Linked DNA regions of Gossypium hirsutum: region 2 is linked to region 1. Evidence: chromatin contacts called from public Hi-C data. All regions are on one chromosome and are shown on one strand. The core of a region is the stretch at or near the end of the contact, and the rest is flanking DNA. Distances in the headings are between cores, read along the strand shown.

Region 1 (6,946 bases), core at 1,574-4,073:
TAGAGAGCAAAAATAATTCATTTCCATCTACGGTTAAGTCCATACTGTGCCAGGCTCTAATATGCATAGAAAGGCTTCCACCTTCCTTCCTACCTTTGTATCAAAGTTCGCTCAATTTACTCCAAGTTAAATTATGAAAGAGCCACTCAACCCACACTATTATATAAACAGTGAGACTTCCCAACCTCCTTTCCTCCATCAATCGCCTTCAAGCTCTGGTATAGTAATTCATCCAATATAATTTGTGAGCAAATAAAACTCCACATATAAGATAGGCAATAAGAATGTGTGATTGTTCTTCTCTATATAAAGCCGTGCAAGTCTAAGTATGAATTATTCAGCAAATGGCTTAGAATATTTTAAAACAACACAAGGCAAAGTCCAATGCACTAGTTATAAATGGAAATCTTTTAATATAAGCTTTCTCTATTCTTTTCGTTCTCTTTCTCCATCGAAATTTTAAAACTTAATTGATTTCATCAAAAAATTAAGGTTCGTACTTATCCCTAAGATTTAAAAATGAAAGGTTAAAAGGATAGGCAGTAAAGTACTAAAAACATACAAATCCAAGACGCAAAATTTCTGCTTCTTTGTCACCGTGCCAGTGACTCATACCTGACAAAAAAAAAATGTAAAGAGACAAAATAAATCAATGAACTTACAGAAAAAAAATATATATACAACTTGGCTAAGATCAAAGATTCTTTAACTGAAGTTCAATTAGTTAAACAAATTTCGATAACTTTATTGTTTGTGAACCGAAAAAGAACAATACTAACCTCTTGGCAACTTAAGATATCCATCACTCTGACGTCTATGTAATTTTGTAGTTGGAAAGTCATCACCTATTAAACATGTCCGATAAATTTTAAATATGTCTATATCATCAATGAAAATTTTCCAATGGTTATTCTAAGTAGCTATAAATAGATACTTCAATAATGAGTGAATAAAACATATTTAAATAAAATCAAAGCTCCACAATAAAGGGAGCAACGGCATTTTACAAGGATGAGTTATCCAAATTCCCAAAAGATGCTTTTCTAATCATATCTTTTAAGTACAAATCATTCATTGGATAGGCCTGGTTAATACTAACATTTAATTATAGCAACCTGCAGTGGTCAAGCTCAAATGCAAAATCTATCAATACCATGCAAAAGCAAATCTTAGAAATGTAAATTAAGCCTACAAAGAAGTAAACCCGATTTTAGATGAGATTCTAAAGTTAAGGAAAGAACTTAAATCCCACAAGTTATGGGTTTAGACTTGAACACTAGGACAAAGGATGAAGTCAATAGATTATGAAACAACCAAAAATTCTATTGAAGACTGATTGAAATGTTGTTATAAAAGTTATTTATACAATTAAACCTAACCAACCAATTTGCCAAACCCTAAAATGCTAATTTATTGTAAAGCCTAATGGCTAAGTTTAGCCCATTAAAAGTTCAAAAATCTATCTCAAACATTGTACTGAAATACAGTAGGAGGGATGCAAAACAATATCAAATAAAATTACGGTCTAAGGAAACATCAGAAAATGTTTTTGTCGTAAGAATAAAAAACTTACAACAGCTCTATAATTCTTGATCAGAGATAATTGGATATGGTAAAATCATAACTTCCCCCCTTTATTATGGTATGTCTTAAGATGATCCATAAACAGAAGCAAAAGGTCCCATATTTAAACAATTAAAGCCCCAATGTTGCTCGCTTAAAGATAATTTTAGGAAATTTTTACAAAAAAAAAAAAACTAGGACACTGTAATGGCTGGGTAGTAAAACTCAGACTGTTGAAGAGTCTTGTTCTACTCATTAAACCTATGAGGAAAAATATGAAATCTAAAAATAGTTATGTTGGATAGGTCATACATATGAAGAAAACATAACAAAGAAACTTCACTTTTATAAAAATCAGATTCTTGCACAATAACATAGAGGGGAAGCAAGTAATTAGAGAAACCAACATACAGAAAACTATATACTGCTAAAAGATATTGAAAGATGAAAAGTATACCGTATGAATCTTCTAACCCGCGTATGAATGCTAGCTGAAACAAAGCCCCTGCATTTCCCAATATCATTAACACTTAAAATAACGATGAATCAATGCATCAATCCATGCTCATAAAAATTCACAAGCAGCTAAATTTGGAACAAATAGGATTAAATTATTAGAACCAAATCGCTAAAAATTGAAAACCAGCCAAGAAAAACAAAACCCCATTTCTAATCTCAACCAATTACATCTCTGTCGGATCAGCTAAATCTCCCTTTTGGAATGCATATTTCAAGGAAGAAAAGAAACCCATTATTTTGAAACCATTAAAAAAAGTGGGAAATCAACCAAAACATTAATTACACATAAAAGAACAAGAGCTAACCACCAACGTGTTTTGAAGTCGAAGGTTTTGAGAGTTCAATTAAAACTTAAAAAAAGATAGTTGAAAAAAAAAAGATTTTTTTTTCGAATCGAAGGGAAAGACATACCGATTATCATTCCAACAGTGACAAATGTTAACAATCCGAAAACAATCTTCATAGGAGGGGCCATGGCGTATGGAAGTTGGTGTCCCAAGAAGAATGTTGGAAGCAAAAGTAAAAGCAAATTGAGAAAAAAGAAGACCAACAATCTGGTTTCCACGCCCCTTGTATTTTCCTTCCCCGTTGTCCGTGTGATCTTCCTCTGTTTAAACTACTTTATTTATAGTTGTTCATATGTTAAAAAAAAAAAAAATGGCAATGACTGTTAAACTTGTTGACTCCTTGTCTTCACTATTGAGTATCGCATTGACTAACAGTATAAATTGGAAAAAGGTAAACTATAACCGGACCGTGAATTATTCTTTCTGTCGCTTCATTAAAAAGAATTATAATTTTTACTGCAAAATTTTCATTTAAATTATTAAATTATTTTAAAAATTTTATTCAAATCATTCAACTATTAATTTTTTAAAAATTTCTCCAACAAAACCCAAACAATCATTGATACGGTGGATAAGTACCAATCAACAAGTAAAATAATATGTTTTAGATCTAAATTAATCTGACAGTCAATATCGGAGATCGAAGAAAAAAACTATTTAAATTTTTGTTTGCAGATTTGTAATGTCCAAAATTATTTCATTAAAAAAAAAGAGAATTGTAGAGCTTTTGATTTATGCAAAAAGTCTGAACAGAGAAAGTTATATAGCATTAATTTTAACCGTCCAATAATTTAAATAAAAACTTTTTAATAGTTTAATGACCAAATTATAATTTTTTTAGTTAAATAACCAAAATAAGAATTTACTCATAATTTAATGATTAATAGTGTAATTTATTCATAAAAAAAATTTAAAAAATTATTTATATATATAAACTATATCCATATAAATTTTTAAGAAAAAATAGTCTAAGGCACAGTTTATACCCTACCATTTGGACACTACTATAATGGAAACTTTCATTAAAAATAAATTTATAGGTTACCATAATCACATGTTTCCATATTAAAATAAAAAATTATTAATAGTTTTAATATTTTTTGTATTTTTAAAATATTAAATATTTTTAAGATTAATTAACATTAATATAATTAATTCTAATTTCGATATATATTTTTAAAAATATTTTGAATTACATTATTTTTTTTCAATTTTTTAGGAAATTCATTAATATTATTAAATAAAAACTAAGATTATAAAGTTAATATATACAATGCACTGGAATACAAACTACTTATGAATTGTTTTTTATATATTTAAATTTTGTGTGTTGAATTTTAACTCAATTGATGTACGCATTGTTGTCAGTATAATTTCTTATGTGTTTAAACGTCTTGAAGCACGCTTACCTTTCTCTTATATTACAATTTAATTTGTATACTTGTTTTGGTAAAATAAAATTACTATATAGTAGAATTTTTATGTATATTTACAATTTATAATCTAAAATAATAATATAATATAATCTATCGACAATCTATATCTATTATATATATAAAAGCTTAAGTTTGGACAAATTTTTGAATAACTTTTATTTAATTCAGCATATTGTTGAATTTTTTTATTTTAAATATTTTTATTATTTTTAAGATTTATTATATGGGTGAATAAAAAATTTATTTTTACGAAAATAATTTATTTAAAAATTTTATTTGATCATAAAATTCATCATAAGAATTCTTATTCTATTAAAAGATTTGAATTTATATGATGATAAATAAAAAATCCAATTTTATATTAAATTATTTTATATCTATATTATTTATAATGATAGGTCCAAATTCAGCTGTTAAATTATCAAAAGGCACTGATTTTAATAAAGTAATAAATATTAATTTAAAGATATTTTTTTATGTAAAAACGAGAAAATTACAATCTTATTATGAGATTTGAACCCAAGACATCATAAGATATCCTCTCTTAACTCTATCGTTTCAACAAAAGCAATATTTAATTTTTATGTCAATTTTTAATAAATATATTACATAATTATTTTCACCTACATTATAAGTGTGCCATAATCTAGTTTATATTATTAGGTTTTTACCAACCAAAAAAGCAAAAAGAATAGAATTTATATTACATTTGTTTTAAATAGAATATTTTAATTATTTATATAATGAGTAACTCATATATAAATTTTATAAACAAATATGCTTTTTTACTATTATCTATTATATTATATTTATGTTAATTAATTATATATTATCTATAACTTATTATGGTTGATTTATAGATTTTTAAGGAAAATAAAAATTGAATTGTGAAGAGTTTAATTTAGAATATATCATTTTTTATGGTTTCTATAAATGCTTTAACAATATTAGAAAATTTTTATTAGCACTATATATGAATCATCATAATATTTCATATATGTTGATTATGTTAATTAGTTATTATTTTGAATAATGTTGCTTTGGATCAAGTAAAACTATAATGTATATGAATATATTAAAAATGATTTAATTATGGTTTTGAAAATATTATTATTATATTTGATATGCTAAATAAGTTAATATATTTTAATTATATACAATGAATATTATTTTACACTAATTACAATGATTAAAATAAAATATTTAAAAAACTAATTAAAGAATTAAATGTGTAATTATAACAAGTCAGCAAGGAAGCATAAGAACTTGTTTGCACTAACAAGAGAATCAAGGAAAATGGTTCCAAGGGGGTATTCCTCAAAAGGGGAAAACAATTTAGCAAGGTGATTTCTTACTCATTAAAACTACGCATTTTGCACTTACAAGTAGAGAAAGAGAGAAAAACAAGTTTTTAACTCAAATGAGAGAAGATGATTTCATTGAATTGATGAATAATTCCGAATGGTTCTAGCATTTTATATAGGCTTTACAATAGCTAAAATTAGTAAGCTCAAAGCTAAAAATAGCAAAATTAAATCCAAGAAAAACCATCAACCATATTTGGTAATCCCTAATTTTTATGAATGATTTATTTACCAAAAATATCTCAACAATTCCTCCCTTAAGCTGAAAGTGTACTTTCAATTTAATACATATTTACTACTTGACATCGAAGGCCAAGTATTTTCCTGAACTTGACAAATGATGCCAACTTGAGAGGTTTGGTAAATACATCAACAACTTGACCCTCACTTCTACAATATTCTAGCTCAATTTATTTTTTATTGCTAAAATCTCGCAAAAAGTAAAATTTTACATCAATATGCTTGCTTCTTCCATGTAGCACATGATTCTTTAACAACTTGATGGCTAAGTTGTTATCACAGAAAATTTTAGTGACTCTTTCTAGCTTGAATTGTAGTTGTTCAAGGATGCTCCTAAGCCAAGTAGCTTGACAAGCACAAGCTGTAGCAGCAACAAATTCAGCTTCTATACTTAATGTGATAATGGATTATTTCTTCGATGACCATGAAATAACCCCTGTGCCAAGCATAAAGACATAGCCTGAAGTGTTCCTTCTGTTATCTTGATCTCCTGCATAATCACAGTTGGTGAAGCCAGTCATGTTTGACTTTTCATCCTTCTTGTAGAAAATCCAAAAATTCTTGGTTCATTGCAAGTAACAAAGGATTCTTTTGGCATCTAATGAATGTTTTTTAGTTGAGCTCTCCATGTACCTGCTAATAAGACTCACAGAATACATAATGTCTAGCCTCATAACAGTTAAATACATCAAACTGCCTACAATTTGCTTGTAAAGTGTGCTATTCATCTTCTTCCCATCTTCTTCTTTAATTAACTTTAAGCCAAACTCAAATGGAGTTTTGGAAGATTTACAATTCGTCATCTTGAATTTGTCCAAAATTTCTCTCACATATTTTTTTGAGAGACAGAAATTCCATCATCAAATTACATACTTTAGGCGAAGGAAATAGTGCATCTTCCCAAGAACAGACATCTCAAACTCATCCATAATAGATTTCTCTTCCTCTAAGTATCCATGCAAGAATGTCGATTTGACATCTAATTGGAAGATAGGCCAAGAGTTCTACACTGCTAAAGCAATCACCAATCTGATGGAGTCATGTCTTGCAACTAGGGCAAAAACTTTTGCGTAGTCCACACCATACTCTTGTTTGTACCCCTTTGCCACTAATCACGCATTGCACTTGTCAATCTCCTCATTTTCCTTCAACTTCGTCTTATAGACCCACTTGAAACCAATGGTTTTATGCCCATTATGAAGATTAGACAACTCACAAGTATCATTCTTTTCAGTGGCTTTGATTTCAGCATTTATTGTCTCTTTCCATTTTGCCTTATTGACATCACTTTTAAAACTTGTTGGGTCACATTATGCAAATAATGTAAAATGAGCAATTGCATCATCATCTTCTCCAATTTCGGTTACCTCATAATCTTACATCTATATGGGCCTTTTTCGAACACAACGAAGTGCTTCAACTGTTGCACTAGTTTTTTCTCCATGTGTAGGCAATACTTTAGTGGCTGGTGAAAAAG
Region 2 (6,946 bases), core at 2,189-4,688, 360 kb after region 1:
CAGTGAGCCAATATTTGATTTGATTTTGCTTTGTAACACATGAGGACAATTATACAAAGTATATTAATGTAATCCACGAATTATTTTATTAACCAATCTATTCGAAAAATTATAAGTGTACATAGACGAAAATACTACATTTAAGGCACCAGATCCAACATCCTCCCACTTGCCCTAGTGAAGTAGATGAGTCATATTCTGCATTCTCATACTCTCCACATGTTTCTCAAAACTCCTAGCTAGTACAGTCTCGGTAAACAGGTCTGCAAGGTTGTCCTCAGACGCAACCTTGACTACATCCACGATTCCATTTGCAACTGTCTCCTTATGATATGATACTTCTAATCAATATATTTTGTCCTCTTGTGGTTTCTTATACACTGTTGTCACAATATAGTGTGATAGCTTTTCCCATACCATGAATGACTTCAAGATCTGTAAGGAACTTCTGAAGACATATTGCTTCTTTGGTAGCCTCAGAAGTAGCCACGTGTTTGGTAATTCAGGTCGGGTTAAGGGCATTACACAGGTATTATATACCAATTGATGTTTTAAAGTCTTAGTAATACAGCCTATTAGAATAAATGAAAGTAATGCATGTCTGAAGCGTGGTACATCGACTGGTTCCAAAGGTGGAATTTTTCATAAAATAAAATAAGAAATCAAAATGGTCATATAATGGAGGCAAGTGCTTAAGAAAATATCTAAGATATAACTAATCATTAAAACTTCAGAAGAGATTCAAGCACCTAAAGATGGAAATAGTGAAAATAAAGAGATCTCAATAAGTTATGTCGAGAAAATATGAAACTAAAATAAAATATTGTCGACAATGCTTTTGCATGCAATACTATTTCAAATAATGAAAGAAAAAGGAGGACCTTAAATAAATTTGTCGAGAAATATTGACATAGATTAGATTGGCCAAAATGGAAAGGCACAATTCAACTAGAATGCACTGTCGAATCATGACGTTTTTGGACCAGTAGTCCAAACATCTAAAGGTACAAAGCCAATAGGGTACAAATGAGTAGATTTTTTATAAAGAAATAAGCAAAATGAAAATTTTCACTATGTCCTGGCATTGATTATGAAAAAATATAATATTTTTTATGATGGATGTAATAACCTTTAAATATCTTATTAGTCTGACAATTCATGAGAATTTGATATGCTTCTAATTGTTGTTATTATAACCTTTTATATGAATCATTATGTAGTGAAGTTTTTATATTAAAATCCTTAAAAGAGTTAGAATGCTAGAAGCAAATAAAAAGTCCCAAGAAATTGTTCAATACATTTGAGTAAATTTTTATATGAACTAGAATTTTTTGAACATATGTATTTTTTTTTATAAAATGATCATGATTAAAATTTGCTATAATTATTGTTGAAACTCTTGAAGAGATCAAAATATGTTTCCCCAAAATTCTTCTTTACTCGTGAGTACTTTTAGAAAAATTATGATATGAACATTTAGCAAATCTGCTCAAGTGATCATTTGAAAAACTAGTATTCAAGAATGAAATACGTAGAATCTAAGATATTATGTGATGTTATCATGAATGGGAGTAAATACATTATACTCTTTTTCCCTTAATTGAGGTTTTGCCCCAGTAGATTTTTCGAATAAGGTTTTTAATGAGACAATATGTTATGCGTGTTATAAATATGTATTCTCTTTTTCCTTCACTAAGACTTTTTTTCCCACAAGGTTTTTATCTTAATAAGATTCTAATGAGACATATTATCTTTCGATAGACATCCAATGGAGAGTGTCATAAATATTTTATTATTATAAAGTGGATATCCATTAGAATAAAAAATTTAATATACTTTAGGACTCTAATGTCCATTAGGAGTAAAATTTTATTCCATTTATACTTCTTATGCGTATAAATATAAAATTTGGGGAAGCATTGTAAATATAAAGTACTTATTTCTCTCATAATCTCCTCCTATTTCTTGTTTCTTTACTTTCTTGGGTAAAATACAAAAATGGCATCTAAATTATTGACTTTGTTCTATTTTGGTCACTTAACTATTAATTTTTTCGAGTTCGTCACTAAATTTTTTGAAATTAAATATTTTAGTCACTCTCCCACTATTTGTCGTTAGATGATTGACAGAAAATTGGCATGAATTTTTTTATTGGTTTAATAACAAATTTAACCCTTTAATGTTTATACATTCTATTAATTTGATCCTAAATCTTAAAAAAAAACAACAAATTTAACCTCCAATGTTTACAAAATTTATCTTTTAAGTTCAATATTCAGAAAAGCAAATTATTAAAAAAATTTCATTAAAAAAACTTTGATATATAAAAATATTATTTTATTTAATATAATAATTAAAAACTCATTACCAAATCACTATATAATTACATTTTTCCCTCAATTTTGATTTAAAACATTTTAAAATTAAATTATAAACTTCAATTTTGACATTTTATTTTTAATTTTGTTAAATTTATTAATCACAATTACATCTTCATTTTAAAATTTGGTATCCTTTTTAACTCTGTTAAGAGTAAACATAAATCATACTTCTATACATCATGATTTTTTTTCATCAAATACTAAATTAATTCCTTAGATGCAGGCCATGGCTGCAATCTCAGTTTGTTTGAAAAAGCGGCAGTGGAAATCAAAACGTCTCTATTACGGGCCGAGTAAATCCGTGGAGACTTTGCACAGTTACGCAGGCTGTAATCTTTTCTACTGGTTACACTTTATAGTCAAATGGGCAACTTCTTTGTGTTGCAAGGTGAAAGAATGCATACTCGAGCCGACATCACTTTCCATCTTCGACACTCTCAGCGTGACCTTTTGGGTGCTAACCTATGACAGAATTATTATCCTTACATTTATTACTTATTAGTACTTTAACATATATTAGTTAAGTTTGAGAAAGCTATGGGAAGTGAGCTACGGAGTAATATTCGTACCTAGTGGTGAAGACAGCTACACAATAACAATCCAGAAGAGCAAGAAGGTGGTTGTTGAGAGTAAAAATGCTAAATTTATTGATTTTTTTTAAAATATTGTTGAATAAATTTGTTGAGTTTTTTATATATATATATTGATAAAAATGTGTAAATATTATAGAGTTAAATTTATTATTAAGCTAATAAAATAACCCACATCAACTCCTCCATCACTTATCTAACTACGACTTAGGGGGAGTGAATAAAATATTTAATTTCAAAAATTGTAGTGATTAAATTAAAAAATTAATAATTAAATAATTAAAATAGTTAATGATTATTTTTGTACTCTACCCTTCTTTCTACAACATTTTGAAATTGTTTAGCAGAATTTTCATTGTTGGATTCTAAATCCAAAACATTTGGGCTTTCTCTCATCGATAATGCAATTTAGCCCAAAAACAACTTGGGTTTCTTCCATAAATAATCATTAAAAAAAAGGAAAGAATCTAACAATTCCAGGTTCCGTAGAAGGTATGGGAGTCGCATAAACTTTCTTAAAAAAGACCCCCGAAAAAGACTGCTTCGCTTTCTCGAATTTTCCTTCTCCGTTTATCCCTTTCTCTAAATTTTCTTCCGATAGAAATTAATTTTGTTTTCCCCTTTTTCTTCGGGGTAAAAAGAACCTTTTTCTCATATAAATCATTGATTAGCTCGAATTTCGATCCATTATGGTACGTTTCTCTATTACCCTTCTCTAATATTTGATCTAATGAATCAGTTGCATGATTTTTCTTCTCTTTTTGTATTTCATTTCGATGAATTATTGTTAAATACAGACAATTATAATGGAACAGAATGTTAAAAATGCTCTTTCTGAATGTTTGTTTGGATGTTTTTAGTTTGCTTGTAAACTTTTAGGTAATTCAGATTCGTGATGCAACAATAACTTGGTTAGTAATTTCCTGATAATCTGCTACAGAAGTTATGGATGTTATTGTCTTGGACATAATCTTGTTTCAAGTTAAAATGATCTGGTTCAACTTTTTGCTCTCTTTTAGTATCAATTTGAATTTCGGTTTTTGATTTTGCAAGCGAGTAATGTAATCCGAAAGAGTAGGTCAGTTTACAGGGTGTAGTCGAGCTCAAATCATTCGAAACTCGATCTGAAATGCAAGGCTCAACGCTCAACTTGAGTTTGATTGAATTTTGCTTTTATAGCTGAAGCAATTTGAGATAATAGTCGAACTGGATGAGCTTACTCAATTAAAGTAAAATATAAGCTCAGTTTCTATACTCAAGTTTGGATTTGAATTGAAACATTTAATAGTAATTAAAAAGAAAAAGCTCGATTAAGCTCTTAAACTACTCGAGTCAAATACTCAAATTGAGCTCTTTCACTAGCTCAAGATTTGGTCAAGCTGAATTCAAGTTTTTTCAAGCTGAGGCCAAACAGCTTTTGTAATACAAGTGTTTCTTTTGCTCTCTTAGATCTACTAAGGTTGGAGCTTAGTTTTTAGTGCTCTTAAAACCTAAAACTTGAGTGGTTTTGCTTGTTGTGTATGTCACTTCTTGCTTCAATGTCTCTATCTATCTTTCTTTTCTTAATTTTGATGTTATAGGGTGTCTCTGTTTTTGTTTGCTATAGTTTGTCATAGGCATCAGCTTCCTTAGTTTTGGACTCTATATTCATTTTATTTTTAAGAATCCAAATGGATCCCAATTCCCAAATGAGTCTAGTTACATTAGGTTTTAAATAGGTTTAATGCTTAGTTTTCCCAAACCACCAAATCGGGCATTAAAGTGAGTTGTTGTTGGAATGATTAGGGTAGCATCATTATTCTATCAAGCCATACAAGTTCATTGCTAGTTATAGCAGTGATATTTCTTAAATTATAGGTGATGCAAGTCACGAATGTGTTCAACCTGAAAGTGATCGAAGGACAAAATAGAGGTAACAATATCTTACATTGAACCACAGACATGCAACTTTCAATTGAAAGAATCAGTTCCAGATAAAATTAAATTCTAAACAAGGTTTTAGGAAGTTTGCAGTAAGCTTTATTGAGCTGTCTTGTGGTTCTTTCTCTGTGTTCTGGTTCTATTTAAGTGTTGTCTGGTGTCTTGATTTTAAGAATTCTGGAATTTGAAATACTGTCTTCTTGCTTGATAAAACTATTCAGGGAAGAGAGAATGTTGCAATGGGTGAGTGTAAAATAGTTAAAACTTTACATTTTCTTTTTAGGCTTTTTTCCTTTGTATTATCATTCTTCTTTGCTTATCCGTATATCTTTAAATGTAGGCTGCGAAGATTCTTGCCAACTTAATTGTAATGGGCTCAGGTATATTGGCTCGGGCCGTTGTTCAGGCATACCGTCAAGCACTTTCAAGTTAGTTCTTTACTGCAGTACTATTATTCCATGTACATAATGTTAACTTTGCTTGAACATTAGGAGCTTGCTTTTAAAAATGGAGCAATTGTATGGTATAATCATCCAAGCAGACTCTGCTTATTGTGAAAAGGGTTTGTTTGTTATTTCTGCTTGCTTGTTGCTGTTGTATTGTGTGGTGCAAATGGACTTTCTAGTTTCTTCAACCGTAGTGCCTTTTATATTGAGGTTGCAGCGGTTGTGGCTCTTGCAATACTAGAGTTTTGAGGTCACGGTAGTGTAAAGAGACAGGGATCAACTAGTAAAATGTGCAAAACAGAAGCTTAGAAAGATAAGACGACAACCTTGCTAGGGCTTGTCAACCTCACATGGGGTTGGGCAATAACAACAGAACATACCTGGGACTCTGATCCCAAGTAAAACATCCATTGTAAAACTAATGGTCAATAGGTGAAGGGACTCAACTTTAATATGAGTCCACAGGAAACCTTATTTAACAGATGTGGGATAACACCACTTAACACTAGTGAGCTAATTGTCTTTGATGTTGATTTGCTCACGGTGATGTCTTCATTAAAGAAGTCCCATGAGGAAAATTGGTTTAGGATCAACATTCTATTGTTAATTTTAACAAATAACAGGAAGCTTGTTTACTCTCGTGTTTGCTTTATACGCATCAATCTTCTGAATAGTAAGTTTGTTGTAGATGCCGCCAAATCTGGTGTTACCCATGAGACACTACAAAACGCAGTCCGTAGAGGTGGCAAAGTCATGACCGAGCAAGAGGCCAGGCTGATTCTTGGTGTAAGCGAGGAGACTGCTTGGGAGGAGATATTAAAGGCTAGTTTGTGTATCTCTTTTCTTAACGTTTTCTGTTATGTTTGTCTCAAGCAAGTTTTGAACTTCTCCCATTACTTAATTGCAGAAGTATGAAATTTTATTTGAGAAGAATGCCAAGAATGGGAGCTTCTACCTTCAGTCAAAGGTTCATAGGGCTAAGGAGTGCTTAGAATCTGTCTATCAAGGCAAAGCAGAGGGCAGTCCTCCGAGTTGAGAACTCATCAAGGTTAGCTCATTGTACATTGGGATGCCTGCCTGAATACTAATTCTAGTCTAACGCAAATACTTGCTGCAATTTTGTGTCCTAAGTTCTCAATGTTGAATTGGTTGAGTGGTTGCAAATAATAACTTAAGGTTTCTTAAACTAATCTGTTTCCTGTGGTCGTTGCCATGCTGCTTGTTAGATTAATACAGAGTAGATTACTTCAATCTTAAAATACAAGTCTATGTTATTCAGACTCGAATGTATATACGGGTTTGATATGGATATACATTAGACATGTGCTGAACACTGGTACTTGAAGAAAAATCAAGAACATGAAGAGTAAAAATATGAGAAACTACAAGTATATAAATAATAGCTGAGTTAATTCAGTTTAGTTTGAGTGAGTTATTCGTGTGTTCAACTGTCCTCTATGATTTTCCAGTATCTTTCAATTGATTCTTTAAACATTTATTTCACCCTTAATTAGTCGGAATATTTACTAGTTTAAATGTGCCAAAGGTGGGTTGTATTTTAATGAAATTTTAATTTTAATCCCGCACAAGCCATTGAGCATTTGTACTA

Evidence for each region. Hi-C and Micro-C count contacts between places; a contact is called where the count stands out from the background.
Region 2: a Hi-C map of leaf shows a contact between it and region 1, with 1.8 times the contacts expected there. The contact joins the promoter of LOC107914688 here to the promoter of LOC107914681 in region 1. A contact is called at or near these places in 4 of 34 Hi-C or Micro-C datasets (callus and leaf).

Annotation. Positions count from the first base shown.
Region 1 is chrD10:23,899,177-23,906,122 of Gossypium_hirsutum_v2.1, forward strand. LOC107914681 (prolyl 4-hydroxylase 1) reads right to left here and starts at 2,824. Exons shown (of 12, transcript XM_016843677.2): 1 at 2,494-2,824; 2 at 2,021-2,068; 3 at 780-845; 4 at 563-615. The coding sequence starts at 2,557.
Region 2 is chrD10:24,255,077-24,262,022 of Gossypium_hirsutum_v2.1, forward strand. It overlaps LOC107914688 (mitochondrial import inner membrane translocase subunit PAM16 like 2), which reads left to right and starts at 3,439. Exons shown (of 4, transcript XM_016843685.2): 1 at 3,439-3,663; 2 at 5,232-5,319; 3 at 6,026-6,159; 4 at 6,245-6,772. The coding sequence starts at 3,661. The coding sequence ends at 6,373.